7 separate regions of the Mus musculus genome follow, and all the other regions are linked to region 6. A link is a contact called in public HiChIP or PLAC-seq and promoter capture Hi-C data. All regions are on one chromosome and are shown on one strand. The core of a region is the stretch at or near the end of the contact, and the rest is flanking DNA. Distances in the headings are between cores, read along the strand shown.

The links. Promoter capture Hi-C pulls out the DNA fragments that hold promoters and counts their contacts. HiChIP or PLAC-seq counts read pairs in DNA pulled down with a chosen protein or histone mark.
Region 1: a promoter capture Hi-C map of hippocampal neurons shows a contact between it and region 6, with 5 times the contacts expected there. The contact joins the promoter of Rpl26 here to the promoter of Pik3r5 in region 6. A contact is called at or near these places in 12 of 39 promoter capture datasets (the 3T3-L1 cell line, the C10 cell line, cranial neural crest and 8 more) and 1 of 115 datasets of contacts at active chromatin or transcription factors (memory CD8 T cells).
Region 2: a contact with region 6 is called in a promoter capture Hi-C map of embryonic stem cells, with 2.6 times the contacts expected there. The contact joins the enhancer-like site here to the promoter of Pik3r5 in region 6. A contact is called at or near these places in 8 of 39 promoter capture datasets (the 3T3-L1 cell line, 3T3-L1-derived adipocytes, the C10 cell line and 4 more), 3 of 15 datasets of contacts at CTCF or cohesin (the NIH/3T3 cell line, large pre-B cells and pro-B cells), 5 of 484 Hi-C or Micro-C datasets (adipose-derived mesenchymal stem cells, embryonic fibroblasts, myocytes and 2 more) and 3 of 115 datasets of contacts at active chromatin or transcription factors (bone marrow-derived dendritic cells, pro-B cells and vascular smooth muscle cells).
Region 3: a contact with region 6 is called in an H3K4me3 HiChIP or PLAC-seq map of stem cell-derived neural progenitor cells, with 15 read pairs. The contact joins the enhancer-like site here to the promoter of Pik3r5 in region 6. A contact is called at or near these places in 6 of 39 promoter capture datasets (the C10 cell line, the SN4741 cell line and embryonic stem cells) and 3 of 115 datasets of contacts at active chromatin or transcription factors (double positive thymocytes, embryonic basal ganglia and stem cell-derived neural progenitor cells).
Region 4: an HNF4G HiChIP or PLAC-seq map of pancreatic cancer cells shows a contact between it and region 6. The contact joins the promoter of Usp43 here to the promoter of Pik3r5 in region 6. A contact is called at or near these places in 19 of 39 promoter capture datasets (the 3T3-L1 cell line, 3T3-L1-derived adipocytes, the C10 cell line and 13 more), 12 of 115 datasets of contacts at active chromatin or transcription factors (embryonic basal ganglia, embryonic forebrain, embryonic limb bud and 5 more) and 1 of 9 other capture datasets (embryonic stem cells).
Region 5: a contact with region 6 is called in an H3K27ac HiChIP or PLAC-seq map of double positive thymocytes, with 11 times the contacts expected there. The contact joins the enhancer-like site here to the promoter of Pik3r5 in region 6. A contact is called at or near these places in 5 of 39 promoter capture datasets (the 3T3-L1 cell line, the SN4741 cell line, embryonic stem cells and 1 more), 2 of 15 datasets of contacts at CTCF or cohesin (embryonic stem cells and stem cell-derived epiblast-like cells), 1 of 484 Hi-C or Micro-C datasets (embryonic stem cells), 9 of 115 datasets of contacts at active chromatin or transcription factors (the 230-238 cell line, double positive thymocytes, embryonic basal ganglia and 5 more) and 1 of 9 other capture datasets (macrophages).
Region 7: a promoter capture Hi-C map of pre-B cells shows a contact between it and region 6, with 15 times the contacts expected there. The contact joins the promoter of Cfap52 here to the promoter of Pik3r5 in region 6. A contact is called at or near these places in 25 of 39 promoter capture datasets (3T3-L1-derived adipocytes, the C10 cell line, the HPC-7 cell line and 15 more), 1 of 484 Hi-C or Micro-C datasets (embryonic stem cells), 16 of 115 datasets of contacts at active chromatin or transcription factors (the 230-238 cell line, bone marrow-derived dendritic cells, double positive thymocytes and 12 more) and 4 of 9 other capture datasets (adipose tissue, embryonic stem cells, liver and 1 more).

Annotation. Positions count from the first base shown.
Region 1 is chr11:68,899,817-68,903,332 of GRCm38.p6, reverse strand. Rpl26 (ribosomal protein L26) reads right to left here and starts at 1,767. Exons shown (of 4, transcript NM_009080.2): 1 at 1,709-1,767; 2 at 891-1,063; 3 at 14-154. The coding sequence starts at 1,058.
Region 2 is chr11:68,811,000-68,814,307 of GRCm38.p6, reverse strand. Myh10 (myosin, heavy polypeptide 10, non-muscle) reads right to left here. Exons shown (of 41, transcript NM_175260.2): 37 at 2,584-2,707; 38 at 2,303-2,511; 39 at 1,231-1,339. Among named protein-coding and RNA genes, the nearest start is that of Ndel1, 40 kb to the left of the region's middle. Within about 2 kb of position 2,002, at least 10 of the 459 cell types and tissues checked have an H3K27ac peak or open chromatin away from gene starts, as enhancers often do. A contact at or near this core is called in embryonic stem cells, where this site is marked.
Region 3 is chr11:68,029,498-68,032,923 of GRCm38.p6, reverse strand. All of the region lies in intron 6 of Stx8 (syntaxin 8), which reads right to left. Among named protein-coding and RNA genes, the nearest start is that of Stx8, 65 kb to the right of the region's middle. Within about 2 kb of position 1,998, at least 106 of the 459 cell types and tissues checked have an H3K27ac peak or open chromatin away from gene starts, as enhancers often do. A contact at or near this core is called in the SN4741 cell line and stem cell-derived neural progenitor cells, where this site is marked.
Region 4 is chr11:67,920,397-67,923,969 of GRCm38.p6, reverse strand. Usp43 (ubiquitin specific peptidase 43) reads left to right here and starts at 1,817. Exons shown (of 15, transcript NM_173754.4): 1 at 1,817-2,425. The coding sequence starts at 1,922.
Region 5 is chr11:67,997,679-68,001,437 of GRCm38.p6, reverse strand. The region is part of intron 4 of Stx8 (syntaxin 8); the gene reads right to left. Among named protein-coding and RNA genes, the nearest start is that of Stx8, 33 kb to the right of the region's middle. Within about 2 kb of position 2,422, at least 4 of the 459 cell types and tissues checked have an H3K27ac peak or open chromatin away from gene starts, as enhancers often do.
Region 6 is chr11:68,430,704-68,434,348 of GRCm38.p6, reverse strand. Pik3r5 (phosphoinositide-3-kinase regulatory subunit 5) reads right to left here and starts at 2,224. Exons shown (of 19, transcript NM_177320.2): 1 at 2,087-2,224. It overlaps Gm32046 (a long non-coding RNA gene), which reads left to right and starts at 2,264. Exons shown (of 2, transcript XR_388771.3): 1 at 2,264-2,438; 2 at 2,671-3,645.
Region 7 is chr11:67,963,598-67,967,137 of GRCm38.p6, reverse strand. It overlaps Cfap52 (cilia and flagella associated protein 52), which reads left to right and starts at 1,496. Exons shown (of 14, transcript NM_027963.2): 1 at 1,496-1,616. The coding sequence starts at 1,547. It overlaps Stx8 (syntaxin 8), which reads right to left and starts at 680. Exons shown (of 8, transcript NM_018768.3): 1 at 621-680. The coding sequence starts at 637.

The DNA.
Region 1 (3,516 bases), core at 518-3,017, 470 kb before region 6:
CAAAAACACCCACCTTGCTGGGGTGGATGCCCACATGGACGGTTGTGCCATTAGCCTTCTCTCGCTGGACTCGTTCGATGTAGATGACGTACTTCTTCCTGTACACTTGGACCACCTTGCCAATCTGCTGGCCTTTGTAGTGTCCGCGAACAACCTGAGTGCAAGTGAAAAAAAAACTGAGCAAGGGCTAGAGTGTAACCCAGAGAACCAGAACTGCCGAATCATTCATACACTGTGCACCTCCAGCAGACCCACACGTCCCCTTTTTGGGGTGGGAATGGGGTTACTGGGACTCAAATCCAGGACCTGTATATACAAGGTAAGCACTATGTGAACAGTGAGCTAAATCCCCAACCTTTTCATCTTCACAGACTGGAAACAAACCAGGCCAATCACCTATAGCAAAGAAAGGCTTTCTAAATAACAGACAAATCAAGACTGTTGCCATCCTATAGCTGTTTTCAACCCATGTCGATCCTCCCAAAGAAGTGTTTCATTTTATTAAGTATTCTTAAAAAGTGTTAAGATGTGCCAGTCTCGAAGTGCACACCCTTTATCCTAGGGCTCTATCTTATCTCTTTTCCAGGTCAGCCAAGGGCTACCTACACAAAGAAACCCACCCTGCGTTCTTTTAAAGACTTCCAGAACTTACCAATCACTAGCTATAAATTACAGCTACAGATAATCTCTCCCCAATAGAGCTAATAGAACCCCACACAAAGACATTAGCAAACCGCTGAGGCAGGACCAAAAAGCACACTGCTTTCCAGTTCTTTTGATGCAAAGCAACCCTTTCATACATCAAATGCAGGTTTTCTCACCCCCCCCCGCGCCCCCCAAATAATCGTAAAATTCCATTCAGCTTCGCCTCGCCAAGCAAGGACACATACCTGAACTTCGTCATCCTTCCGAATGGGCATAGACCGAACGTTATACTTCTGTCTCAGCTCTTTGGAAAGAGGGGAAGACATGATCTTCCTCCGAATGTGAGAGGGCGCATTGAAATGCCGTTTGCGGTTCTTGCTTCGGTCAGAAGTCACGAAGGGATTGAACTTCATTTTGGCTTAAAAACAAACAAAAAAAACAAAAACAAAAACCAGAAGACCCTTTAACGTTTCAAGTCTCAACCAGTTCCCTAAACAGCATCAACTCCACTCTGAAAGCACACAACGTTCACTGGAAGGTATCATGCTCGGTTACTCCAGACCTTCCCATCTGAGGGTTTTTTCGTCTTTAAAGACTGAAAACAAGATGAAGACTCTGCCATTAGTAACACCTATCCTACTTTTAAACTTGACTTTCCAACTTCAGCATCCCGGGAGGGTCCTACACAGCGTCGGTCTTTACCTTCTCATTTACCGCTTCTGGTGCTCTGCATTTTGCCCCCCACTTGAGCATGGAAGCAAGGGCGGATCTCCAAGCCCTCCCAACTGGCGAGAGGGCAACCGCACGGCTGACCCGGGGCTTATGATTATTTAACTCCATCTCCATGGGCCCCGCCGGCCTTCGAGTCCACGAACCTGGTCCCCTTAACCCTCTCCAGCCCCGCGGGCCCTGGCTAGGAAAGACACGGACCGAGCCCGCCCCAGTTCGGCTCCCTGGCTGATGCCGGGCCAGCAAGGCCGTCTCGGGGCCTCGGGACAGAAAAGCCTCCTCGCCTCGCCGCGGATGGCTGCGGATTACCAGCGACAACCCGCCGAGAACTCACCGGCTGCGATCCACCGATGGCCGCAAAAGGAAAGAGAACTACACGCGACTTCCGGTTCTGTAAGTTGCCGCGAGATCTCGCGAGAGTCTCGGAGCGAAAGGGGAGAGGAGGTTGGGAGAAAAGAAGAAACTAGGAATGGGAGTTTAGCGACATCTAGCGGCTCGGAGGGGGACTGCGAGGGGTCCTGACGTCATCCCTCGGAGGTGTGCGTGGTAGGCTTAGTCCTCTGGGGAAGGCAGTGCTCCTGGGATGAAGAGGGTTGCTTAGGGACGGTAGGCCGGCGTGAGAGGACCTGGGGGACCTCACCCTTTCATTCCTGGGCTCCGGGCGAAGCGCAAGACCTACTTTTAGGCGCCGAGTGGCTCTGGGACCTTGGCCAGACGGTTACCTCGGTGACTTGACCCATAGGAGTTAGTTCTTATAATTAGCCCCAGCCGGCCGCCCCCACATCTGGGTAGACTACTCTGGGTCCTTCTGCGAAATTGAGACCATCCCTCACCTGGACGGAAATAGGTCTTGGCCCCCTGATGATGCCAAGTTGCCGGTTCAAATCACACTTAAACAAACAGACCCGAGGCCAGATCCCCCGGAGCTCCCGGGGACTGGACCACCAACAAAAGATTACAGGCTCCGGTCACAAACGGGGCAGAGGATGACCTTGTTGGACATTAGTGAGAGGGGCGGCCCTTGGGCCTGAGGGTGTTCCATGCCCCAGTGTAGGGGAATGCCAGGGCGGGAAGACGGGAGTGGGTGGATGGGTGGGGGAGGTAAGGACAGAGGGGATGGGATAGGGGAGTTCCGAAGGGGAGACCTGGAAAGGGGAAAACATTTGAAATGTAAATAAAGAAAATATCCAATTTAAAAAAAAAAAAAAGGAAAAGCCGGCATTGGTGGCGCCTGCCTTTAATCTCAGTACTTGGGAGGCGAGGCAGGCGGATATCTGAGTTCGAGGCCAGCCTGGTCTACAGAGTGAGTTCCAGGACAGCCAAGGCTACACAGAGAAACCCTGTCTCGAAAAACTGAAAACATGAAAAGAGAAAAAGAACGGAAGAAAGAAAGAACGGAAGAAAGAAAGAAAGAAAGAAAGAAAGAGAGAAAGAGAGAAAGAGAGAAAGAGAGAGAGAGAGAGAAAGAAAGAGAGAAAGAGAGAAAGAGAGAGAGAGAGAAAGAAAGAAAGAAAGAAAGAAAGGAAGAAAGAAAAGAAAGAGACACGGGGTGGGGGGACACTCTCATCGCAGACAGGTGTACCCTTTAAAACTATGACCTCAACCCCCTCCTGAGAGTTCTCGGTTCCAGATCTGATGGAGGTAGGTCAAGGGGATCCGATTCTCTGCAAATGGGTTCGGAGGCATCGGTTTCTGTAGATAATATAGCCGTCATGCTAACAGGAGGCACATACTGTCTTAAGATACAGGGAGCTTACGGAACACTAGGCAGGACACACTCTTCTATACCCTTTCACATCACTAACGTCTTTAGGCTGATGCAGGTGTACTGTCCTCAGTTTACAGAGTGGATAACTGAGGTACGGAGCAGTGACAGGAAGGTGCAAAGGGACACAGGACCTATGACTTCTAGAGAAGTTTAGAACCTATGAGGCTGGCTCTCCGGGTCCCCCTAGAAACGATATGACTCGATATCAGAGCTACACAGAGAAATCCTGTCTTGGGAAACTCGATATGACAGTTCCTACAAACTGTCAAGTTGAAGAGCGAGAAATCATACCTTTGAGGGTTCAAAATAGAGTCATCAGTATTCATGATTTTAAAATAGTGTGTTGTCAAATATTCTGTAAGAGAAAGAGCCCC
Region 2 (3,308 bases), core at 753-3,252, 380 kb before region 6:
TCTTGCGTGCACACAAGCGCACTTGTTTTAGGGCTGCTCTAAGGTGCTTCCCCTTGCCTTAGTAAAGCCAGTATTTACAGAGCAAGCCACACAATCAGAAACTCAAAACTGCCTTTCCTGTGAAACCAAACTAGTTTTCCATCTCCATATGACTGATGGGGCTGTGCAGAAGGCTAGCAGTCTGGACAGGATACTGTCCGTGAAGCGTGGCTGTTCCACACAGCCACTCTGGAGAGTGCAGTGTGCTCCCACTTAAGAATATGACTGTGAGGGACTGGTGAGATGGCTCAGTGGGTAAGAGCACCCAATTGCTCTTCTGAAGGTCCAGAGTTCAAATCCCAGCAACCACATGGTGGCTCACAACCATCTGTAACGAGATCTGACTCCCTCTTCTGGTGTGTCTGAAGACAGCTACAGTGTACTTACATAGAATAAATAAATAAACAAATAAATCTTAAAAAAAAAAAAAAAGACTATGAGCCGGGCGCGGTGGCGCACGCCTTTAACCCCAGCACTTGGGAGGCAGAGGCAGGCAGATTTCTGAGTTCGAGGCCAGCCTGGTCTACAGAGTGAGTGCCAGGACAGCCAGGACTGCACAGAGAAACTGCACAGAGAAACCCTGTCTCGAAAAACAAAACCAAAAAAAAACCCAAACCAAACCAAACCACCCAGAATCTGACTGTGGCTCCTTTGCTCCTAAACTTGCAGGGACTGGCTACTGCCTCATTGGGTGCAGTTGTCACTTGCCTGGCAAGTAGGGAAGCGAAGGCCCTGAGGTGGTCTTGATCCCGATGCTCTACTGGGATCCCAGGAGTGTTGGAGCGAGCCCTTCAATACCGAGCCTCTGGGATTAGGGTTTGTGCATGAGGGCAGACGCCCTTCACAATCCCTGCTTTCTGCTGCTGTTTACCATTTCCCAAATTCCCTCTGACCAGTCCCCGATGCTCACCGTACCCAAGAACTATTAATCCAGGCACAGGAGGGGACTGGAAGAAGCCTCTTTGCCTGCGACACGGTGGAGTGGAGGAAGCTGAATGTAACTTTAAAACTCAGCCCAGGGCTCACACCTCAAAGTGTCACTGACTCGCTCTCCCCATTGGAACTGGGGGAACACAGGCTGCTGCCTGGGTTGAAATGCCGTAATTAAGAGTTTCCAAGAGTGTCCTTAACTCTGATTGCCTGCTTAAACACTCCTGGAGTGGTGACCTTCACCCGCCTGGCTTTTCCTACCTGCTCCTTATACTGATCCGCATGCCGACGCTCGTCTTCAACCTGCATGAAGATTTCTTTCAGTTTCTTCTCTGTTCGACGGACTAGTTTGTTGGCAGCTGCTCGCTCCCTGACAAAGTGACCAAAGTAGTTTTAAAACTTGAAATTAATTATATTTTAAGCGGGGAAGTATTTTTGGAGTTGTTTTTCTTTAGAAAATGACACCTACTGGAACGGCCTTCAGACCTCCCAGAAGCCTGACGCAGGGACTGCCTTTCCGTGTCCTCAGTGGCAGCACTGCCTTGTTTCTGTGCACACAGTGAGTGACATATGCCACATACACATGCCAGTCATAGGGAACAGACATGGTTATCACATAACAAACACCTAGTCTATGGAGTGACTGTCTCAGATGAAGAGTTTACAGCCAATGGAAGCAGCAAACCCTACCCACTGGGGAACAGTGAAATAACCACCACTCTCTGGCCTGGGACTGCGCCTGGTTAGAGGAGATGAACACGGAGAGTCCCTGCAGACAGGAACTGTTCCTTCCTAGCTGGATCTGGGTCTGGTGGAGTCAGGTAAGGCGACTTAAACCTTGCTAGTGAAAGCTTCATTGCCGTGCCTTGCTGGAGACACTTCAGGCCGAGTGGGGGGAGGGCTAGGGATGTAGCACCGGGGCTGCATTTCCGGTCCCATCCTCCCCAACGAGGTGGGTAGGAGTGCTACCACCTGCTGCAGCCGCCTGCTCATTCCATCCCATGCAGTGCTTTGATTCATTTGGTGTGATGGAAACTGCCTGGGGGAGAATGCTTTTGAGAAATACTGCAAATGAGCACCTCACAGGGTGCAACCATCAGAAGTCTGCAGTGAATCCATAAAGATGCTGGTGCTAGGAAGTCATGGGGCAGCATGAGGACTTCCAGCAGGGCCAGGCAGAGCCCCAGCCCCTCCTTAGGCACGGCTCTCACTGCTCTCAGAACCTTCTAGCTCCTGTGCAGGTCACACACCCTGCATTCCCACATTCCCTTGCACTGGGTGTTCCTATGGGCGAGGCTACTTCTGGGTCATGAGATGGCCCACAACATCTTACTTGGCTTCCTGCTCAAGCTGCTCCTCCAGCTGCCCAATCTTGGCTTCCAGGGCTGAGATGGTAGCCTTGAACTTGGACTTGACTGCCCCCTCCAGCTCCTGCAGCTTGGCCTTCAGCTCCTTGTTTTGTCGCTCCAGCTGCTGGCGGGCATTGTCACTCTTCTGGGCAGCGCTGCGCTCTGCTGCCAGCTCTGTGTTCAGTGTGTCCACCTACAAGAGGAGGGAGGTCAGATAACCTGTGCAGGGGCAATGCTGCTGCCCCCAGGGCCGGCCGCATGGCACCTGCAGCGTGGTCTTGCGGAAGCGGTCATTGAGCAGCTCCATGTTGCTCTGCTCCTCCTCCAGCTCCTCTTCCAGCTGTGCGATCCGCGCTTCCAGGCGCCGCTTCTCATCCAACAGCGCAGACCTAAGCTCGAGGAAGGGGCCGAGCACAGAGCATAGGATGAGAACTGTGAGTGTGACTCCCGATTAGTCCCTGCATTTATCCCTGATCTGTGGGTAAGCCCCACCCTCAGACAGTTCTCTTTCCTTCCCAAATCTGCCTTCCTGGTCCTGCACTGTCCTCTGAACCACTGTGGTGACCTCTCTGCTGCTTAACTCTGCCTCTAGAATTTGGCCAAGATCTTGGATGAACTCTAATGTCCTAGCACTCCCAAGGAGAAAGCAACTTAATTGGTCAAAAGAAATCATTAAAAACAAACAAACCAAGCCGGGCGTGGTGGCGCACGCCTTTAATCCCAGCACTTGGGAGGCAGAGGCAGGCGGATTTCTGAGTTCGAGGCCACCCTGGTCTACAGAGTGAGTTCCAGGACAGCCAGGGCTATACAGAGAAACCCTGTCTCGAAAAACCAAAAAAAAAAAAAAGAAAAAAGAAAAAAACAAACAAACAAACAAACCCCCAAACAAAAACAAAACCAAGAAACTCCAAGGAAGATTGTAAGGAAGCTACTAGCCAAGCCAAGTCTGAAAGGGAGGCCCTCAGGTGCCAGGTTTGGTCAGTGGTGTCT
Region 3 (3,426 bases), core at 749-3,248, 400 kb after region 6:
CTTCCTACAAAGGCACTGAGGAAGAAAACCACTGTGCAGAGCGGCAGGAGCGGAGCTCAGGGAGACCTACTCTTTGCATCTGTGATGCTACTGGATCCTTTCTGCTTGCTGTGCTGTGCTGTGCTGTGCTGTGCTGTGCTGTGCTGTGCTGAGGTGCATTCTTTGGTTCAGCTGCTACAGTAGGAGGGACTGTGGCTGCCTCCTCCTTTTCAGAGATCAAGTAGGAACTGTGGGGAAGCCCATGGGAAAGGAAGGCCGATGAGTCACCTACCCGAGCTGTCCCAAGACATAAACCAACTATGGGCCCAGAAAGAAATGAAGAAGGCATAGTCTAGAAAAGGCAAAGTCCTTGTGGCTCAATGGTCTCAGCTCATCATCAAAACTAAAGCTAGCAGCAGCAAAGCCATGTGACAAGTACCACACCCATGCCAAGCAATCATTTCTGCATACTCAGCAGACTCACAGACACTGGCTCCTAGCTGTGCTGTAATAATAATAATAATAAAAGTATATTTCTCATCTTTACCCCCTAGTTCTTAGCAAGAACATCAAAAACCTTGGAATTCCCTGATAAGAGTAGTTTTTGTTATCTTTAAGAAATGCTTTTAGATTTGTGGCAAGGAGATGATTCCTAGGAGACCTTTAAGTAATTTGAGAGGAGGACTAGCTCTATGCATGATTAGAGCACTGAAAGTTTCAGGCCCAAGCTCACCTTCAGTGGTGGCGAAGGAGGCTGGTTGTACCATGGCCAATGATCAATCAAGTACTGAAGCCTCCACGAAAACCCACCAGCAAGGTCCTGACAGCTTTGAGGGCAGGGAACACATGGATGTGCTCTGAGCACGGCACACGTGGAAAGGGCATGGAGACTCTGCACCTCCTCCCCGACACCTTGCCACATTCACTACACTACTTGGCTCTTCCAGAGTGGCAACTACTACAATAAAACCCTATAAGCACGGCACCTTCCTGAGCTCTGTGAATGTTCTCATAAAGTACCCAATTCAGAAGAAGAGTCACGGGAATTTGTAGCCAAGCAGATAGAAGTGCCTAGGGACATCTAGGACTTAATAGCTGTATCTACACTGGGATGGTCTGGGGACACTGAGTCTATAGACCTGTGGAGCATCAGGAACTGCTGGATGCCCAGGGAGAGTCAGACAGTAGTTAGAATGACAGACTGTCTTTCCTGTTCCCCCATTCGTTCCTACTCTGTTAACAAGCCTCTGTCTATAGACAAAGACTGTCCACCCTCAAGTACCTAAAACTACGAATACAAGGAACAGGATTACCTTTCCTCATCTCCCTAATTGTATTACTTTAGGGAAATTCAGCCATGAAGGTAGCAGGTGATAAGGTGGGGTGCCACTCATAGGAAGCCAAGCAAACAACTTCCACGGACTCCAAATGAAACATCTGTTCTAGCAAAGCTTCCAGAGACCCAGCCACTTTGGTAAAATACTTTATATAGCTCCTGTTAATTCATAAAAACATGCCTTTGAGTTGTAGACAGTAGAGTTCAGCGTGTTGCCTCCTTCCTTCCAGAGAGCACAACCACGCTGCAGAGATGATCCTTTTTCTCTAAGAATGGCAGACACAGAGACACAGAGGAGAGCTATCAATGAACAAGTCCTTCAGAAGACTCACTTGTTCAAAGACGAGACCTGGGCTGTATGGACAAACCACAACGGAGGGAAACTCCAACTTGAAACAAACATGCACGCGTGCGCGCGCACACACACACACACACACACACACACATACACACACACACACACACACACACACACACACATAGCTATAGAGAGAAGCTCTTTCTTCCCAACTAGAGAGCACTGGAGACCCGCCAGGCTTGGAGTCAATGGCTACTGGCAGCCACAGAATGTTCTACACAGAGAGTGACTGTGAGGCAGGAATCAGGCCTGTGTGCAGAGTTCTCTATGGAGCAGCTGGGCCCAACTACCCTGAGCCCTGCCCTGTGTGGGCTGCAGCCTCCAGGGTTTACCCCCAGCTGCAACCCTTGGCCAGCTCTCTCTGGAGAGGAAGGACTGCTGTGAATGGAAGGCCCTTGGGAGCTGGTGTTCAGGCAAGGAAATGAGTCAGAGGCTCTGAGCTAGCTACAGGGTAATAAGAGGTCAATGAAGAAGCCATGTCACCCTAGGTGAAAGTTCCCAGCATTTTCCCCCTAGGTTAACGTTCTAATGCCATCACTTCTAGGGCCCTGACTCTGCTTGCGTGTTCTTCTTACTTAGCCCATGAGAAGCATGCCCGGGTAGAACCTAAGTACTTGTAGATTCATGGCACATTGTCCCAGGCAAGAAAGAAGCCCTCTGGGTAACCCGATCTGCCACCATTTAAAAAGCTGGCTATATGTGTCAACATGGTCCTCCATTCATAAACCTAAAGTGCTGATAAAACATTAGCAGAGGGCTGGTGAGATGGCTCAGCAGGTAAGAGCACCCGACTGTTCTTCCGAAGGTCAGGAGTTCAAATCCCAGCAACCACATGGTGGCTCACAACCATCCATAACGAGATCTGACTCTCTCTTCTGGAGTGTCTGAGGACAGCTACAGTGTACTTACATATAATAAATAAATAAACAAACAAATATTTTAAAAAAACATTAGTAGAGATGTAAGGAAAATCATAGCAGCAGAGATTGAGCTCATTACAAACTGCATGCCTAAAACAACCTTCCTTTCTCAGGAGACCAGAGACTGCAGCCAGAGATCAAGTTGTCATCACAAGACTGGCTTCTAAGGCCCTCTATGGTGTGTCTCCCTCGTGTCTTCCCAGGGTCCCCCTCCATATGTGTCTTGTTCCAGTTTCTTCACCTTACAAAGGACACTAGTCACACTGGATTAGGGCCCAGCCGACTGACCTCATTCTAACTTAATTACCCCTTTAAAAAGCTCTTTCCAAATACAGTTACATTCTTAGGGGTAGGCTGTCAGAACACCGACATGTGAATGGGGCAAGGCATAATTCAGCCCACAACAGCATGAAAGAAAAACTCTGAGATGAACAACCCAAAACTTGCCAAGAAAAAGCAGGAAGGATACAAGGAAGAGAAGAAAAATAAGTTAGTACCATTCAAAGGTTTTCAAAAGATCTCACAAGCAAAAAAAAAAAAACCACACTTCCGTGGAAAAAAAGCAACCATAAACATTAAAGCTTTTTAATGGTGAAAATCATAGCACCCCCCCAACACAGTGATGGTAGACACAGACAGACAGACAGACAGACAGACAGACACACACACACACACACCAATTAGAAGAGGCATGGATGACGATAAATCCACATAAAATGCTGGCCCAGATAAAGTGGGGCTTCTGTTGAAAACAGTATGAAAAATGAGGACTCTGAAGTGAAGCTGAAAATGTCTAAACTTGATTTATCCAGAGATACTTATTTGAAAGAAAA
Region 4 (3,573 bases), core at 568-3,067, 510 kb after region 6:
GGGGGCATCAGATCCCTTTATAGATGGTTGTGAGCCACCATGTGGTTGCTGGGACTTGAACTCTGGACCTCTGGAAGAGCAGTTTAACCTAACTGCTGAGCCATCGCTCCAGTTCCCCCACCCCCAACCAGGTGATTCTTTTTTTTTTTTTTTTTTTTTTTGGATTTTTTGGTTTTTCGAGACAGGGTCATCAGGTGATTCTTAATTTGATCGAATCGACAATCAAAAATTAGCCTTTACAGCAAGCTCATAAACCAACTCTAGCTCCAGTTTTCGACTTTGCCAAGTAAGAATAGATTTCTGCTCAGACATTTATTGTGAGTCGTGAGACACACACCCAGGATTCCAGCACTCAGGAGGCTAAGGTTGAGAATGAGAGTTCCAGACAAACCTGAGCAACATAAGTGTGATGGACTCCCTCCTTCTTACCAACAACCTCCTAGCAAAACAAAAGCAACAGCCGCTCCCGAAACTGTTACCAAATGAAAACTCCCTGCTGGGGATCTTGACATGATCTCAAAGGTGAAATACCGGAGATGATTTATCAGAGTCTGCTATGACCACGGCACCTTCAGTACATCCGGGTCATGAAATGAACCTTATAAATTTATCAACTAGGTGGATGTCTTTCCCAGGAAGGTAAATGGTGGCTTTTTACACTTCAAGTCTCCACATTACAGTTTCTTCTTTATCCTTAACTTATGCAACTTTTTGGCACCAGGTAACTGCTGCAATTCTATGTGAAGATCGAGGAGGGATACTTAATAAATGATGAGCACTTATTATTAAATAGCAAGTCACATTTTTGGGTTCTGATGTAAGTCTGACTCCAGAAAGCTGCTGATCTCTTTTTGAGCTACAAACTGATGAGAAATTCATTTTGCAAGACCTTGCCTGATTAATTATAAACCTGACAGTTAAGGCATAAAAGGAGCAGAGGCCTCCAGGGTTACCCAGGGAATTAAGGGCGGGGCGAGGCCAAACTAATTCTGATTGGGTAAGGATACAGCCAGGCTTTAGCGTGGAGGAGCGAAGCAGCAACCGAGTAGGGGGCGCGCCTGAGAACCGGAAAACTTCCTGCCAAGCAAATACTGGGGTTGTAAAGAGCCTGAACTCTGCAGTGCACCCAGGGAGGGTCGAATTCCGGTTCCTCTCTTTTCACAGCCTCAACCTCGCTGAGCTCCCTTCACCAATGAAAACCAGGACGTTCAAGTCTCCCAAGTTTAAGGAAAATGAATGTAACCTATTGTGTTATTTAAAAAAACAAAACAAAACAGCAAGAAAAAGAAAACAAACTCCCAACCCACTAGCATTCCCACTCCCAGTTCAGGTCCTGGGGTGACCGGTGTAGGCAAAGGCTGCAAAGGAGGTGGCGCCACCTGACCGCATGCACCTGAGCCTGGGCTCCCCACCTGCACAGCTGCCAGCGCGCGCCTCTCGGGACACCTGGGCACGAACAGGGGCACCGCTCGCCGGTCAATTTTCTTAGTCTTCATCTGGCTTCCACGACCAGAAACTTAGCCAGAGCCAGGGCTTTGCTTCGCTGGGCGCTTCAGAAGGTTCCATCCCCGGGTTAGCTACGCTGTTTAGGGATGGGCGGGGAAGGCGAGCCGAGGTGAAAGGCCTGTTCCAAGGCGGGAAGGAAGGGCGGGGAAGTCCACTAGGCGGGCTCAGAGGGAGTGCATTCCCAGCTCCAGCCGCGGGGGCGGGAGCCCGGCGGCGGGCGCTGCCCTAGGGCCGGATTCCCGCGTGGGGCGTGGCGTGGCGGCCCCGCCCCTGGCTCCGCCCTCGCCCGGTGTCCGCACACCTGGCTCTCAGGTAGCCGGCGCCCGGCGCCTCCGGGAGGCGGTGAGGACCGGGAAGCTGCCGGCCCGCCTGGGGTCTCGGGGGCTGCGCTCCCGGACCACCGTGCGTGGCCAGCATGGATCCGGGCGTGGGGAACGCACTGGGAGAGGGGCCGCCCGCGCCCCGGCCCCGCCGCCGCCGTTCCCTTCGCCGCCTGCTTAACCGCTTCCTGCTAGCTCTGGGCAGCCGCTCCCGCTCGGGGGACTCGCCGCCCCGGCCCCCGGCCCAGCCCAGTCCCTACGATGGCGATGGAGAAGGGGGCTTTGCCTGCGCCCCGGGCCCGGCACCAGCCTCTGCCGGGAGTCCAGGGCCAGATCGTCCTCCGGGATCCCAACCCCAGATATCTTCGGGTGACGGGGCGCGTCCGCCCGGCGCTCAGGGCTTGAAGAACCATGGCAACACCTGTTTCATGAACGCGGTGGTGCAGTGTCTCAGCAACACCGACCTGCTGGCCGAGTTCCTAGCGCTGGGGCGCTACCGGGCGGCGCCGGGCCGCGCCGAGGTCACCGAGCAGCTGGCGGCGCTGGTGCGCGCGCTCTGGACGCGCGAATACACGCCCCAACTTTCCGCAGAGTTCAAGGTAGGCAGCGCCAGCCGCCCGCAGACTCCTCCGACCCTTCTGGTTTCGGCTCTTGAAAAGCGTGTGAACCATCAGCCAAGCCTGGTTCTTGGGCGGGGAGTAGGGGGTAGGTCTTCGGTAGACACTACTTAACCAGCCCAGCCTTGGGTTACCGCCTTTGTTTCGAGGTGACATGTTACATTATCATTTGCAAATGCTTTCTTTAGAAATTAGTTTCTTCCTGGTATTTTGGGCTGGGGTGGAGAAAGCTGGCAGCCTTAAGTGTGTCCAGCAGTTTTGTGGTTAAAAGCAGTTGTTGGAGTGGGACTTGCCGGCCAGGGTGAGTTAGAGCTTAGGATCTAGAAGGATGCAGCATGGGAAGCAGGTCCTTGAAGGCCAAGCTTTGGGAAGGAGGAGATAGAAGCGTGAGGAACAGAAAGCCGAGAAGGAACGGATCTAGGAATAATCCAGGTAGAGTGATCAATAAGTAGAAAGGGCAGAGGCCTGAAAGTGAAGCGTTTTGAAGGCAGGTGAAGGTCTTCAGATCGTGTATGACCTTGGACGCAGTGGCTTTGGATTATTTAAGTCCAGTGGGTGCTGAGAACCCGTGGGTCAGGTATTCTCAAAAGTAGGGAGAGGGAGTCGTTAAGAGTGCTATAGTAGAATGGTATCCTTTAATTTAATTCATACTAAGTCCTGACAGTATGTGAGCAGGAAGTGGCATTTGTTATCTGTAAGATTACAGTCCCCTTGCTGGGAATGCTTCGGGGTCATGAGAAGGCGTTAAAGTACAAATGTGGAGTCCCAGTCGGATGATGAAAGTGTTCCAGATAATTGATGCATAGGGTTTGCATCCTGCTGCAAAACCGCAGCTCTGGGCAGAAAGCTGAAGCACCCCCACGGACTAGTGATTGTTATTGAGGGTGAATATGACTGTCGGTGTTCATTCTGCAAACATACATGGTTCTTAAGTTTCAGCCTGAGAAAGCAGTCTTTGTCCCGTTATCTGCAAGGATGCTAACAACTGCCTTCCTCTCTGACCTCTGACCCTGAAGGAGCACAGTAGTCACACAGATGTCTTTATTATCACTTTTGGGCCACATTTGCTGTTCAGATATGATCATCAGTGTAGTATAGTGGTCAAGAGCAAGGTCTTTTGGGCAGTGACT
Region 5 (3,759 bases), core at 1,173-3,672, 430 kb after region 6:
ACCTACTGACTTGGAGGAATGTCCAAACTTAAATAAAAAAATAAATTATAGAGACATGTACATATAAGTCTGTTTTCAGAATGATATATTTATAGCAACATACTTACAAGTATAAATAACAGTAAGTATGATCAAGAAAATGCCAACATTACAAGTGGTGACTTTAGGAGCATGGCATCTGGGAAAGGAGAGGCGATATATGTTGGCACCGTACATGAGCATAAGCATGGATCTTTTTTTTTTTTTTTTTTTTGGTTTTTCGAGACAGGGTTTCTCTGTATAGCCCTGGCTGTCCTGGAACTCACTTTATAGACCAGGCTGGCCTCAAACTCAGAAATCTGCCTGCCTCTGCCTCCCAAGTGCTGGGATTAAAGGCGTGCGCCACCACGCCTGGCGGATCATTATTTTAAATCCAAGTAGAGAGCCAAGTGTGGGAGTCCTTCTCTAATCTCAGGACTGCTGAGGTAGAGGCAGGAGGATCACAGGATCCAGCTCAGTTGGGCTGTACAGTGAGAGCCCCACTCAACTGCCCCCAAAATAAAAAGGAAAGGAAAGTCATTTCCCTGCAAGGAGGGAGGGAAGGAAAGAGAGAAAAGATGACAGGAAACAAAGAACTATAAAATATGACATGGTATCCCATTAACATGCAAAATCTGAAGTTTGGCATATCAGCTAAAAAAGCACATTTTAAAAAGTTAAGTGGCAACCTATGTGGAAACTATTAGAAAGACACATTGAAAACATCTCTTTGATTTTAAAGCCAAGAGCAGAGTAAAAGAACCAGGCCTGGCAACACACATGGGTAACCCAGCAACACACTTGTAACCCAGCAACATGCATGGGTAACCCAGGGCTTGGGAGGAAGAGGCAGGTGGGTGAGGGATTCATGGTTATCTGTGGTTGTTAAGACCAACCTGGGCTACTTGAGACTTTGGAAAGAGGTCAAAGAGGAACACGGAGAAAAGGAAGAAAGGAAAATGAGTGGGAAAAGGAGGAGTAGAAAAAGTGGGTGTGTGCCAATTTTCCCAAGGGGAAAAACAATGGATGAAAAAAATACCTAAGTTTTTTAAAAGGAAAGGAAAAGAAAGGGGGGGGGAGAGAGAGAGGAGGAGGAGGAGGAGGAGGAGGAGGAGGAGGAGGAGGAGGAGGAGGAGGAGGAGGAGGAGGAGAAGGAGAAGGAGAAGGAGAAGGAGAAGGAGAAGGAGAAGGAGAAGGAGAAGGAGAAGGAGAAGGAGAAGGAGAAGGAGAAGGAGAAGGAGAAGGAGAAGGAGAAGGAGAAGGAGAAGGAGAAGGAGAAGAAGAAGAAGAAGAAGAAGAAGAAGAAGAAGAAGAAGAAGAAGAAGAAGAAGCAGCAGCAGCAGCAAGCAGACCAGGCTGGGGAGAGTCTGGAGCCCATGAAGGGAGACATGAAAGAGACAGACAGGTCTGCAATCCACAGACAGGGGAAAGGCTAAAGAGAGAACTGAACGGCAGCAGGAATTCTTTCCTAGCATTTAGGAAAAAGCACAATTAATTTCCACGTTCTCTCCTTGCTCTCAGGGAAGGAAAGCGCCCATGAGTCAAAACCTGGCCAAGAAGTTGGGTGTTTTCTCTTCTGCTGACTTATGTCCCCACCTTGTGGTCTGCTCAGGACACAGCTTTTCTGCTTACATGTGAGTTAAGGGTATATACATGAATCTGTGTGTGTGTGTGTTTATACACACATTTAATTCAAGCAGAACATGTAAAATGAAAGGGCACAGTACACAAGTCAAAGATACTGCAGTGAAGATCCTCAGTTAGCGGCTACCAGGGCAAAACCAGTCGCATCCAAATCCTCTAAGGACTGAGTGAGAGTATGTGGGGCAGTACACACTGACCTGCATGTGGATCGGAGCACAGCGCCCAGCAGTCAGTTCTCCCTCCATCTTGTTAGAGCAGGATCTCTCACTTCTCAGAGGCCTGCAAGCCTCCAGGAGATTCTCCCATCCCCACCTCCCGTCCCGCTGGACTTGAGCCTTGAGATTACAGATGTGCAAGACCACATCTGGCTTTTTACCTGGGTTCTGAGGATCAGTCTTGGGTCATCAGGCTTGCATGGCAAGCGCTCTTACTCGATGAGCAGTCTCTCTGGCCCAGAAGCCCGGCTGTTCCATTCTGTTCACTTCCTCTTCCAAAAGGAACCACTTACTTTCATGATTCATAACACTATAAATTTCACCTCTATAGGAATGGCAGCATACATGTGTAACTCCAGTGTCTGGCTTATGTCACTCAGCATGTTTGTGCGAGCCATCCACAGTGTGCTGTGCACCTGTAGACTGTTCATCTGTATTGGCTGTGTAATATCAATGTCTGAATATACTATTAGTCTACAGAGTTCCCTGGGCTCTTTCCAACGGGAACTTTTAAGAACAGCCCTGCTATAAACATTCTTTCTGAGTCTGTGGAACAGTTCCATTTGAGTGGGTGTGCAGCTTCTAAAGAGACTGTACTTATGCAATCTCACCAGTAGTATATGAGAATTCCAGCAAATCCCAGAAACATCCGGTTTGCCCGGCAAGGTAGCCGAGCTGCTCTGGTAGGTATGGCGGTGTAGCATCCTGGTTACAGTCTGACTTTTCTGATAACTGACTAAAGCCAACACCTTTGTATACAATCATCACACACCATCTCCTTTGTGAAGTCCAGGGTTAAATCCTCTGCTGTTGTCTTTCTAATGTCGTCTGCCTTCAGGCTCTTTATTTATGGTTGAAATATTTTCCATATCAGATGAATACCCAGAACATACTGATCTCCACTCTAGTTTGTCTTTACTGTTTGTAGTCTTTGGAAGACAGATTTTGATGGAGTCCATTTCTTCATGTGTTTATTTCCTTTGTGTTTAGTGACTTGGATGGCCTAAAAAATCTTTGCCTGTACCACAATTGTGAAGACCTTGGGATTTCTACTAAATGTTCATGTGACCTTTCATGTTTAGGTCCACAGGTCCCTTTGGATCGGTGGAAACGGAGGCTTCGAGACTCCTTTCTTCCCTGTGTGGACATCAGTTGATCTAATGCTACACCTGTTATGCCACCTCTGTGACCAGTCGGGTGACGACATGAGTGTGGGACTGGTCCTAAACACCCTATTCTGTCTCCTGGTTCACTTGCCTCTCCTTGTGCAACACCACAATGCAGCCTTAGCCCAGCTGCTGCACTGCTGTGTCTTCTTGTCAATGCTGCCTTGGTACTGCTTGGCTCTTCACACTGTCGGTCATAGAAACTGTGGTAGAAGCCAGATTATCAACTGACCACACAGAAGCCAAAATTCATAAGGGAACTGTAAGTGGGTTAGTTCTGGATCTACAACCCCGTCTAAAGGAAGCAGACATCTTAACCACGCTGGGCGTTCCAATCGCTGGGTTTTCCTTGGTTCCTCTACATGATGTTTCATGGTATTCCGTGTGAAGTTTTTATTAGGTTTATGCCCACATATTTCATGTGTGTGTGTGTGTGTGTGTGTGTGTGTGTGTGTGTGTTGCCTACATGTATATCTGTAAACTGTGAGCCTAGTGCCTATAGAGGTCAGAAGAGGACATCATATCTTCTTGAACTGTAGTTACAAACAGTTGTGAGCTGCCATGTGGGTGCTTAGAGTTGAACCCAGATTCTTTGAAAGAGCAGCCAGTGCTCTCAATCTCTGAGCCACCTCACCAGCTCCAATTTCACATTATGTTAATAAACATTGCTGCAGGGCAGATAAAGGGTTAATACCTAGTGAGCAATCAGCAGGAAC
Region 6 (3,645 bases), core at 975-3,474:
TTAAAACTAGATCCCATCAGGCCAGCTGTGGAGGTGCATGTTTTTAATCCCTGCTGAAAGCAATTCAAAAAAGCATTTGGGTATAAGAGGTAGGCAGATGTCTGTGAATTTAAGGTCAGCCTGGTATACACAAGTGAGTTTCAGGTCAGCTAGGAGATACACAGTGAGACTGTCTCAAAAACCAAACAAAGCAAAAAACAAAAAACAATTAACACCCAGAAAAAAAAAAACAAACAAACAAAAAACCTAGATACCACAAAATGTCAATGAGGTTCGATTTTTTAAATGTATGCAAGATAGAAGACTGACACAATTCTGTGTGTACCCATGTACCTCTAAAAAATATTCCCTCCAATCTGTAAATATACCCTGTATTTAACAAACTGTAAGATGCCATCAGTTGTAAAGATGCACCACTACTTTGTGTATTGACAAGAAAGAAATATCAGGGCTTATTATGATAGTAATCTGTTAACTTTAATTGCTAAACTTCGAGTGTGAAGTGGAGCTCAAGGCCAGCCTCGGCTACCTACTGAGTCGGAGGCCAGCCTGGGGCACAGGCTGAGATTGTCTCAGAAATGACAGAGCAGATGAGACAGCTTCCTGCTTTGCTTGACAACCTGAGTCCCTGGGACTCACAGGGTAGGAGAGGACAGACCCCTTCCAGGTGCCCTTTGACCACCATATGTACCATAGCAAGCCTGCACGTGTACGCTCTCATCCACAGCCACAAATTAAATAACAAATGTTTTAAATAATAACTGATATATGGAAATAAAATGTGAACCACATGTACATCTCCAAATTGAGGATATATCCTTATAGGTAATATTCGTTGCTGCTCATTTGGACCAAAGGCTCAAACACCAGGCTACACACACACACATACACACACACACACACACACACACACACACACACGTTTACGTAGCGCACAGTTCAGCCCCTCGGTGGGAATGAGTCTCTTTAAACATACAGATTCTATGTGCTTGTAAGAGCTTGTAACAATCACAGTGGAGGGTTGCCCACGAAGCTCTCATTGCGTTGTGTTCTTTCATTTCTGACCTGACACTGCAGCTCAGACATACACAGCCAGTTTTACAAATAAGGAGATGTCATATGCCAGAACCTGGCTGGACTTCAGGTCTCTATTCCGTCTTACACCTTACCAAGCAAACTCCCCCATCAAGGCTTAAGAACCCTATTTAAAATGTGTTTCACCTTGGAAAGCTGTACTGTACAACTGGGTTCCAAAGACTCGACAGGCATTACAGGAGCATAGCTCTGCTCTGGGAACCGGGCCTTACCAGGCAAGGAAAGCAAAGTGGACCGCCATTCAGAAAAGGCCTTCAGGTGAGTTGGCCTGCTTTTAGACCTCCTGTTGCCAAAAGCCACCCCTCCTCTCGACAGGAGGCTTAACTCACTTCATACCACATCCTGCTGCTTTCATCTCGCCTTCCTTTTCCCTCTGAACAGCCTCCTTCCTCCTACTGTCCTGAACTTCTTGCATATTTACTACTACCACCCTAGGATGGGCCATCATGCCAGTCCTACCATGCACACACGTGTATACATTCACACACTCATACTCGCGTGTCTCCGGCGTGTAAACACTGTGCTGGGCGCGCAATTCCCAGCCCGCAGCCGCGTCTGAGAGTCACTAACTTTGGGCAGCCTGAGGCTCGGTGGAGGATAACGCCCCGGTCCTGATGCCAAACAACTCCTGTTGTCCACGTTCCTCCAGAGAGTTCAGAGCCAGAGACAGGCAGGTTCCTTCACTCCAGAGCACACGGTGGCTTGTAACCCAGCAGGAGGCTGCACACACACACACACACACTTGGCCGCATAGCTACTTCAATCTTGATGAACAGTCCTGGGACGCCCCTTCTGCCTCTGGGTTTGTCCCATGGGTTTGTGGGCCCCGGTCCCCTAGGTGGACCTTAACTATAGAACTAGAAGGTCGCCAACTGTCCAGCCTACCGGCTGCAGTTGGAGCACACTACTCCAGAATGGTCCCAACCTGCTCTGGCTGTGCTTCGAGCTCTTATACGCGTCCTCAGCACCCCCTGGCTGTCCAGCTACACACCTGCAGTCCCCGCTGGGCGCCGGGCGCCGAGCCCCTCTCCTGCGGCGACTCTCAGCAGTTGGGGTGAGGCCCCCGACCACCGCTCAGCGGCTGGAACCGGGCAGCAAGTCCCAGCATCTGCCGGGTCTCTACAACCCTAGGGGAGGCGGGGCCTTTGGGGCGGGGCTTTGGGGGCGGGGTATGACCAGGGCTAGCCGCCCAGCCGGGCTCTCTCGCCCTCTGGTGGCTCGATTGTGTCAAGCCGGTACATCCAGCCCTAGAGTTTAGGACTCAAAGCAGTTGCCCTGCGCTAGGACCCCATCCGCTTCGGCTTGTGTACCAGTACTGAGTAACACAGCTCCCCAAAAGTAAGGTGAGGTTCCGTGGGGCGGAAGAGCGTTTTGTCTGTGCAGGAGGGGTGGGTGGGGGCTTCGGGGAAGGAGGAGAAAGAGGAAGCTCCGATGAGCTGCTTCCTTCTCGCAATGCGACCCAGCGCCCCACTTCCTCCTACTACTTCTATTTTTCGGGTGCTCTTAACCCTTAAAAGGCCTGCACCCCTGATGTGCTGAGGAGTAAGCACCCTGATTCCTCTATTCCGTCTACAGGAATCTTCCTAGAAACTTCCAACCAATCCAAACTTCCAGCACTGCTTCTGCAACCTCTGATCTCACAACCCACCACCTCTACACGGTACCAGAATCTCTCATCACTTCAGCTGGGTTCCACCTTCCCAGTAGTAGATCTAGAACCGACCACAAGGTCATACGTTATTGTTGCTCAAAAGCCACAACCCTACCTGAAAGCTAATGTAAAAACCCAATGGTTTTTCTTTTCCTGACTCCCTAAATACCAAGAAAAAGCAACTTCCCTAAATAGACAGAAACAGAAAGTACCCTTTGGGCGGGCGCAGAAGTTGGAACTAGGTGGGAAGGGGCTCAATGCCCACCATAGGTCTAGCCACAGTGATCTCCATCCCAACTACCTGTTTACAGGTGAGGAGCCCGGCCGTGGGCAATGTGGTCCATACAACTCTCTCCCCAGTCTCTACTTTATTCACAAACATGTTGACATTTGGAGGAGAGGGATGGAGGAAGCAGGCTTCACTGTAAAGAAGCAGACAAGATTGGCAGTAGGTGCCTGAAGGAGAAGATAGAGAAGAGCGCATTTCACAGTCCAGGAATGTGCTAGAGAAGTTGTGGAATGTTTGACTTCTTCTGCATTCTTGCTATTCCCAAAACTGAAGGCAGAATAAAGCTAAAACCCCGGGAAGCTCAGGACCTCAGAAACCCAGCGATGCTGCCCTCCAATGGCACACCCTCTTTCTTACTAGCAGCTGTGGCGCAGATGTTGAGTTTGAAATTTTCCTCCCTTCAACACTGGGGTGTGTTGTTGTCCCTGCAGGGCCAACCACCAGACCTCAAGAGCACCTGGCATCTTCTGGACAGAAATTAAAGTGACAGCCACTAGAAGCAGTGTCCCCAGTGCAGCTGGAAAGACCCATGGGTGCCTCTGTCACTCGGTGGTGCCACCTGGTTACATTCCCACCACTGTACAGCTCTGTTGTTTCCTCTTACAAACAA
Region 7 (3,540 bases), core at 247-2,746, 470 kb after region 6:
GCAATTTGTTCCTTGTACAAAGATGTTTTTCATCATTCTCTCCTTGGGGTCTCTTTGCTGAATAAATGGACCTTATCAGGCACTTCCTACTTCGTGCTGACATAAGTCTTCATGCTACTGATGCAGGAAAAGTGCAAAATTTCCCCTCCCAATGTCCTACAAGTTTTCTGTGAAAAGCCCATAGCACCCGTGCCCAACTAGCTACTAACTGGTGACCATGGAGTGTGAACTTCAGTTTATAACCTTTCTGGGGATTACTGGGTGAAGGGATACCCCACCAAAAGGTTATTTTGACCTCACTTTTACAGGAGCCTGGGGAAGTCTATGCATGCAGTCAGCCACAAGCATGATGGGCAAGAAGCCCCAGAAAAGGGGGGCAAATATTCGATTGCTCAAGTCCCAGCTCCCCCAGGTCATAGCCTACCCTAGGACCACAGAGTTAGCACCGAGTAGGCAGTACGTGGCTGAGTCCCCTCAACAGGGGGAGGATTCTCGCTGATCTTCATCCCTAAGGCCGCCAGCCTCAAGCTCAAAGATGGGCAGGGTCTCTGCCAGTCCCTGGAAGCCAGTTCCACCCCCAAGTTAATCCCCATACTCTGCTGCCATCACCGGCAACTCACCAGGGGTCCGGGGCCATGGTGCAGTCTCCGCCCGCAGCTGGGACACTTCCTGCTCGTAGCAGCTGACTACGGCGGCCCGTGCGGCTCATTCCCCGCAGTTCGGAGAGTGCGCGACCCGAGCCCAGAGTTTGCAAAGTGAAACCTGTTTTAATTGACCTCAGAACGACGTCCCCGCTACCCAGAGCGCACCCCTAAGGGAGTGGGTAGCAAGAATCTATTTTTGTTAATTCACATGAATTGCTGGACGCAAGAAAAATAGTTAAATTGTTGAGCAGAATCAAAACATTTTCCCAGGGAATGGAAACGCGTCAACCCCGGCTCTCTGTATTTTTCTTCTTAATTCAAAACAGCAAGACAAGCTGGGTGTGATAACTCAAGCCTGGAATTCCAGCACTTGGATGGCTGAGGCAGGAAATATACATACAGGCAACATATGTACCATACATGCATGAATACATACATACATACATACATACATAAAAATAGTTGCATACTGTACTAAAACGTTTTTAGTGATTTTTTTAAATTTTTCTTTTAAAAAGAAGTATCAATGCCATGTTTTTTATAGCAACCTATTCATCATAGGCAATTCTCTGTGCTCAATTATTCTGTGTTCAATTATTTTTAATAATCATCACGAGGGGCTTAATTGTATAGTTTTTAAAAAGTCACAGACCTGTACACGGGAGAGGAGGAAATTTACCTTGTGCACTTAGCGTCAACCTACCACCTACATTTCCAGAATGGATAAAATACATACTAAGGAAGTCCTCCCAACATTTGCAAGAGGGGAAATCAACTCAAACACAGTGGGCTGGGTTTCTGCTCCTGCATGAACCTAGCACGCATGCGTGCGCCAGTTACCATGACGACCAGGAGACGCTGCACCCTGGAGTTGAAGAATCAATGAGCTGAAACTCTCCAGGATGGAAGAACAAGTTTTACCCGAGCTGGATGTAGCAGAACTGGAGCTTCAGGCTGTGATCGGCTTCAATGGTGAGACCTTGAGCAACCATGATTTGATGCCTCAGGGACAGTGAGACGCTGACCTGGTAGCGCCTGAGAGGCAGTGGGAATAGCGGCAAGAGTGTGGCCAGGCACCACCCGCCCCAGGATGGTGGCAGATCTGGGCCTCATTCCTGAGCCTCAGGAACTGGCATGGGTGTAAGAGCTCAGATAAAGCTCCTCCAGAGACCAAATGAGCCTAACTCGGTAGGAGTATGAATAAGGGTCTTTCCCAAAGTAAGAACTCAAAGGTTTAAGACCAGGATAGAAGGGAAGTAGGACATTAAGGGAGAAACCTTTTTAATTCTGGAGGGGCCTTCTTGTGGTGCTCACACTTTATTTGTGACTGTCGTGGTAAATATTGAGAGAGAAATGCTGTGATTGGGGGTCGTGTTTGGCGTGTAGCGAAAAGGCAAGGAGTTAAATTTTAGGGGGAAAATTGATTTTTTAAAACGAATGTAGTGCCTGAAAGCTTTACCGTTGAAAGGATGCGGTGCGGAACGATTACAGAGTAAATAAAGGTTTAAGCGCTCCTGGCATTAACTCTTGAGTCTTCGTTGCTCTGTGCTGCTTTAATTGAAAGCCAGCGTTTTCTGTATCTGAGCCAACACTGTCTGTAGAGATGGACAAATATTACCGATAAGAAGTGATCCCTGGAGAACTGCAAAAAAATATTCTGGTGAGCCGGTCAGTGCAAAGACACACAAGATCTGTGATTGATTTTTTTTTAAGTAATTTACTTTATGTGCATTAGTATTTTGCCCTGCCATATGGATGCTGAGATTGAACCCTGGTCCTTCGGAGGAACAGCCCATGCTCTTAACCACGGAGGCATCTCTCTAGCCTGTAACTGAATTTTTGCTAACACAGTAAGGAAAGAATCTTAAAGTGTATCAAAGTTTGGGAAAAGGGTTGCTTAAAAAAAAAAACAAACAAACAAAAAAACCTGCGTGGGTGTTTTGCTCAGAGCGCATATCTGTGAACCAGTGCCCAAGGAGGCCGGAAAAGAGCATCAGATCCCCCAGGACTAGAGTTACAGACAGACGTGAGTCCCATGTGAGTGCTAGGAATGAAAGCTGGGTCCATTGGGAAAGAAGCCAGGGTTCTTAACTGCTGAGCCAACTCTCGGGCTCCTTGTTTTATTTTTAATTATGTGTATGGGGTGGAGGAATGGACATGTAAGTGCAGGTGCTCGTGAAGACCAGGAGAGGGCGCCAGATCTGGTGGCAGTGAAGTTACAGGTGGTATGTCCTAGGAAGTGAGGTCAGGTCCTCTGCAAGAGTTGTGTACACTCTTGCCTAGACTTCTCCCGAGCCCGTGGGAAAAAGTTATTTATTGAAAGAAGCCAAGAAAAGACTGATTTTTTTTATTGTGAAAAGACTCTTTTTGAATTTAAATAGTCTTTAACCAGAGGCTAAGGATTGGGGTGCAGATCATTGCAAATGGCCAGAAAAGGGGGGGGGCTGAGAAATGGAGAGTGAAGATCCAGGAAGGGGGAGGAGGCGGGGGCGGGGACTAGACTTTGAGGTCAGAGTTTAGAGTTCACATGAAATTAATCATATGCTAGGCCAACCTAATCTACATACTGAGTACTGAGTTCTAGGATGGCCAAAGCAAAAAAAAAAAAAAAAAAAAAAAAAAAAAAAAAAAAAAAAAGTTGAGAAGTTGAATGCAAAATTAGAACTCATAGTAACAGTTGTGTTATTAAACTTGAATTTGAAAACGGTGATGCATATATGTAACTGTACCAGGTATTGTACTCTGATGTGAGCTTATCAAGTAAACAAACAGAATATAATTGTGTCAGATATGGAAACATCAGGCTGTTGCTATTGAGAGTCTGGTCACATTCAACCGATTTTTCCATTATATCTAGAGCTCTTATAAGTTAAAAAAGCAACAACAACAGATCGGT